2 separate regions of the Anser cygnoides genome follow, and region 2 is linked to region 1. The links are chromatin contacts, called in public Hi-C maps. All regions are on one chromosome and are shown on one strand. The core of a region is the stretch at or near the end of the contact, and the rest is flanking DNA. Distances in the headings are between cores, read along the strand shown. Region 1 overlaps ERP44 (endoplasmic reticulum protein 44). Region 2 holds the start of STX17 (syntaxin 17).

Region 1 (2,758 bases), core at 5-2,504:
TTTGCATTTTTAAAGCGCTCTTTTCATTGTCACTTTGAAAACAGTCCTAAAATAAATCATTATCTCTTACAGAGGGGTAATAGAGATGTTTAGTTTCGACTTTCACGTTATGTATTTTACACGTTCTGTTTCTGTGAAACACTATCAGAATAATGACAGCTACTTGCCTGTTTGTATACCAGTTGTTACATACAAATGAAGATGAGAGAGATGTCAGGATTGGAGACAGTTGCTTGGTGATAAATAATTATTCAGTCTTGCTCTGGGAGATTGAGCTGGTACTTAGAAGTATGTAACAAACGGTTTGGAAATGAAGAGTGCTTGGAGATCATTTAAAATCTTAATGCTAAGACTTTTCTTCACCTGTGAGGATTTCTGCCATTTTAGTACATTTTTCTGGTCTTTTTTTTTTTCCCCAGACTTTTCTTTCTTGTAATATCACTGCTGCCACCAACCTGTAGGGTTTGGATACCCACACTTTGATTTCCTCAACTGGTATTGCTGCTGTCCTCTTTAGAGAGTTGCGATTTGGAGAACAGCCACTTCAGAGGCAAATCAGACCTTCACGCAGCATTTTTTCCTCCTGCTTTGGCCACTTGGCCCTATTCAGCCTGCTGTTGCAGGTTGGAAGTGATAACAGGGACTGTTCAACAAATCAGCTGGAGTTTTTCAGAGAGAACTGGGGAGCTACAAGGGGCTGTAGGCACCAAATGCCCTTGCTGCGTTAGGGGAGGAGAAGAGGTTGGAGAGGAATGTTGTCAGCAGCATGGCTGACCCGTAGGCTCCTAGGAGCCCAAGGAGCAGCGATCCTGCTGTTTGTACAGCTGGGCTGAAATGAACGCCCTTCTCTACCTCAGCGCTAATTCCTGATCCTGCCTAGGAAGGGAAGAGGTCCCTCAAAGTGCTACCGCTCGCTTACAGTTAGCGGCACTGCTGCGCTGATACCCTCTGACTCGGCCTTACGCTACTTTTTGTCCGTAGAGTTGAATAATGATCTGGAATACAGCTGGTAGCCAGCCTCACCCCACTTTGTCCCACTTCCCTAATTGGCCTAATGAAGGGCTCCCTACTAAACCTGTCTCCATCTTTTAGCTCCGTAAGCAATCTTTTGATTGCACGTGTGCTGCTCGTGTTGATTTTTTTTAATCTCATCCTTGATGCTTATTAGATCAACTCCTCCTTTTAAGCTTTTTAGTCTATTTGACATCTCGCAAATAAAATCGGATGCTGTAGTTTAGCACGTTTGCTGTGGGTGACAGTAGATGATTTCAGATTAGATTTAAATTGATATCCTCTTAGTGCTTATCTCTAGTGTATATGCAGTTACTCAGGCAGTAGAGAACCTTTCAAAGATGTTTTGTCAATACTGCTACCCAACTGTCATTTGTATCTGTAAACTGTGCACTTGGAGCCTGCTGTTCTCCCTTACATTATGGTTAGTGGGGAGCTGAAGTGAGTCTACAATGAAGTTATTGGCTAGTACGACGCGGTGGGAGTTATTGAAAAGATGAAATACTTGCTGTGTTCTCGAGAGACAGTGGAAAGAAAAAGAAGCTGGTAGGATACCTTAACAAACCATTTGCTTTCTGTCCTCTATTAATCCCTTGAAAGTGAACATAGTGTGCCAGATGAACAGAAGTTGGCTACTCTAAACAGTACACTTTGTCTTCTGTGTTTGGACTTAACTTCTAATAAACACGTGGGTGTTTGTTTAATTTGTTCCAGAGTTCCAGGTAAACTGAAGCAATTTGTACTAGACTTGCATTCTGGAAAATTGCATAGAGAGTTTCATCACGGCCCTGATCCAACTGATGTAGCACCTGGTCAGGTAAGGTTACAACAGACACATGTAACTTGGCAATTTAATGAAGACTGTTTTTTTTCCTAGTCATAGCTGTACTTTATTTCTGAAAGAGAAATCTGTTATAGAAACATAATGTTGTCATTTCTGCTTTGCTCTTGCGTTAAAGGCTTCTTTTGGTTAAAGGGAGGGAGAGCATTAGAGGGAAATACGGAAATACACTACCTATCTTCCTTGTATAAAAGAAGGAGTGTAAGAGTATCTGTTTTCTCCACTGAAAGATCCTGGTCTAGACAACTTTTTTGAGCTTGTAAAGCTGCTGTTACGTTCTCATTTGATTTTCACTAGGGAAAACTGATACTTATGGATATAAAACCATAAACGCATTGTAGCCCACGTAACGTACTGAGAGGGTGCTTCTAAGGGGAAACATAGGTTGTTGTATTTATTGACTTGTAGTCACCAGTCCAAGCAGGAGGCAGATTATTAGAGCATCAACTAAGGAGTGATAAGTGGTAATGGGGCTTATTACTTTTATTAATACAGATGAAAAGTGGCATTAATAGTAGTCACAGACTGCATTTGTCAGTGCGGATTCCTTACTATTCTTCTTAAAGATGATTATAGTTACATGCATGGCAGCCACTCCTGGGATCTCTTCAGGAACATAACTTCCAGATCCTTCTTCAGACAAAACTCAGCACCTCAGTGCTGAACTTTAACCAGTAGGCCGAAAAGAAAGGACTTTTCTAGCTCTGATTCCCTCAGCTCAGCCCAGTCTGTGTCTTACTCAGTCTTGGGTCTCCATGATGCACCCCTCTGCTCATGCACTTGGTGTCATGCTGGGAAATGCAAATATAAGTCTGTCAGGCAACCTTCTCGTTACCTCAGACTCTATCTAAAGAAATAATTGCTTTTATACAGTCATTTTGACATAGATGTTATATTGTCTAGCCC
Region 2 (2,700 bases), core at 66-2,565, 39 kb after region 1:
GGGCGACTAGCCCTGAAGTGTCCACGAAGCGACGTGAACACCCACTTAGTGGGGTGAAGAGCTGTCCACGTGGGATCTCCTGCAGAACCACCACAATTAGCGGCTGTACGTGGCAGGCTGAAATCCGGGATTGTGGCTCCCCGTGAATCTGTTCCCTTGTGGATCCACCAAGACAAACTAGATCCGGATAAGGGAAGGGCACACGACTGCATTTTGAGAGGCCCGGAGCAAACACGATGGGCATTTTGCGCTGTTTGTTTCACACTTTTAAGCCAGCTACGGAAGGCCAGACATCACGGGACTAACATCAACATTTCCTGAGCACTGCTGAACCGGCAGAGCGAGTTCACAGCGGATCAACAGCCGCAGTACCTGGCCACAACGCCCCGCAACCTGCAATTACAGCTCTAACATGGGTTTTTCTGTATTCCTGGTCTATGGCTGCAACAGGTGGCTGAGGCCTGAGCTTGCCCCACCCTGCCAGGGCAGGCCAGGGGCACAAGCAGTGAGCAATGCGGGACGTAAGGAAAGCTTTATGTCCTGCATGTCCTACACCGAGCGGACTACAGCAGCTCACTTCTCCCGGAGGGAGCAGAAACCCTTACGAAACGCAGCACCAAGCCACTCGTCACCTTACGCTGTACTTTCTTCCCACCCCGTGCTGGCCCAGCGACTTGTGGCCACGTCCACCAAATCCAAAACCCCAAAAATCCCCCAAACCCGTCGCCTCCCTGCGCCCCCCCCCCGGGACGCCCGGGACACCCGGGCTGCGGGCAGCGGCCGCGGGGGAAGCGGCCCCAGCGGGACGGGCCCCGGAGCCGTGGCAGGGCCGGGGCTGGGGCTCGGAGGGGGTCACGGCGCCGCCCCGCAGCCTCCCACCCCCCGCCGCCGGCTCCTACCGGCAGGGCACGGACGCAGTCACCGAGCCCCGGCCTCCCCCGGCTGGGAAGCGAAAGCGAAAGCGGCCGGGCCGCCATCGCCGGAACCCGGTGTCCGCCCCGGCCTCCTCCTTTCCTTCCTTCCTTCCTCCCTCCTTCCCTCCGTCCCTGCCTTCCCTCCTTCCCTCCCGGCCCCGGCGGTCCCGGTTCCCCCGCCGCGGCCCCTCACCATGCGGCGGCTGGGCCCGGGGCGCTGGCAGGGAGCTGGCTGGGCTCCCCCCCCCCCCCGCGGCGGGGAAGCGGCTCTGCCCCGCCCGCCACGCACACGAGGCACAAACACACACCAGGCACACCCGCACACCGCACACAAACACACCGCACACACGCCCGCACTCCCCTTCGCCTCCGGTTTGCCCCCGAGGTGGGCGAGGGAGCCGCAGCCAAGCAGGGCAGGGGCCGGGGCTCGCCCCGCTGTCAGCCCCGCGAGCAGCAGCGGGGGCAGGAGCTCGCCGCGGGAGGGAGGTTAAATGGCTGCTTCTGGAAGGCGGCCACGGGTCGCCTGGTGACCCCCACATATTTTAAGAGCTTTTCTTAAATCCTGTTTGTAACCCATAACATGCAACGTAGGTAAAGCCCGGCACATTGCCCAGTGGGGTGCTAGGGATCACAGAACATCCTGAGTGGGAAGGGACCCACAAGGATCACTGAGTCCAACTCCTGGCTCCACACAGGACCAGCCAAAAATCAGACCCTGTGTCTGAGAGCATTGTCCAAACGCTTCTTGAACTCCAGCGGGCTCGGTGCTGTGACCACTGCCCTGGGGAGCCTGTCCCAGTGCCCGACCACCCTCTGGGAGCAGAACCTTTCCCTAACACCCACCCTGACCCTCCCCTGTCCCAGCTCCATGCCGTTCCCTCGGGTCCTGTCGCTGTCCCCATAGAGCAGAGCTCAGCGCCTGCCCCTCCCCTCCCCTCGTGAGGGAGCTGCAGGCCGCCATGAGGCCTCCCCTCAGCCTGCTCTGCTCTGGGCTGAGCAAACCAAGGGGCCTCAGCTGCTCCTCATGTGTCTTGCCCTCCAGACCCTTCACCATCTTTGTAGCCCTCCTTTGGGAGGGCTAATAGGGCTAATTAGGACACTCCCTAATAGTTTTATATCCTTAGGAGATACAAAGCATCAGGCTATAGGGGACAAATGCAACCCAGGCCGTGCCAGTGGGGTTCTGTTCTCCCATCACTGTGCCCTTTCCCATTTACAACATTATTCAGAAAGTAAGTATTTAATGAATATTCCAATTTGAATATACGTTTGTTTGTACCTTACACTGTTTGTACCTTACACTGATAATTAGACCCTGTCCCAGTATTTCAACCTCTGGCTACCAGAGCTGCTGCTACAGGTAGGCATACTGGCAGCTACAGGACAAATTTTCATCTATGTAAAGCAAAACATCCAAGGGCAGCCTGCTGTCACTTCTGGTCATTTTGCTGCCTCTGAATAGAGATAGAAAACTATCTGGCTACCCGGCGATATCTCTATAGCAACAATTAATGAGAATGCTGTGCCACTATTGAAATAGATTTTTTTTTTAAAAAAACTGTACTCAATAGTATTAAGAGAACTGATTTAAGATCTCCAATCAGAGATAATTTTGATGTTATGAACAATATTTATGTTACCTGTGCATCCGTCTGTCACTCCATACCCTTTGGACCAGTTCTGATCTATTTCGGAGAACACTTTTGTAAGTTTTGTGCAAATTGGTATTTCAAAACCTGAATTTGTTTCCTCAGACAGGGAAAAGCAGGCAAAAACCTCAGCTCCT

What was found. Hi-C and Micro-C count contacts between places; a contact is called where the count stands out from the background.
Region 2: a Hi-C map of liver shows a contact between it and region 1, with 3 times the contacts expected there. The contact joins the promoter of STX17 here to the enhancer-like site in region 1. A contact is called at or near these places in 2 of 7 Hi-C or Micro-C datasets (both in liver).

What each region holds. Positions count from the first base shown.
Region 1 is chr2:99,269,232-99,271,989 of Taihu_goose_T2T_genome, forward strand. It overlaps ERP44 (endoplasmic reticulum protein 44), which reads left to right. Exons shown (of 13, transcript XM_066992689.1): 12 at 1,726-1,828. Among named protein-coding and RNA genes, the nearest start is that of STX17, 39 kb to the right of the region's middle. Within about 2 kb of position 1,255, at least 1 of the 3 cell types and tissues checked has open chromatin away from gene starts, as enhancers often do. A contact at or near this core is called in liver, where this site is marked.
Region 2 is chr2:99,308,288-99,310,987 of Taihu_goose_T2T_genome, forward strand. STX17 (syntaxin 17) reads right to left here and starts at 1,316. Exons shown (of 8, transcript XM_066992692.1): 1 at 1,108-1,316.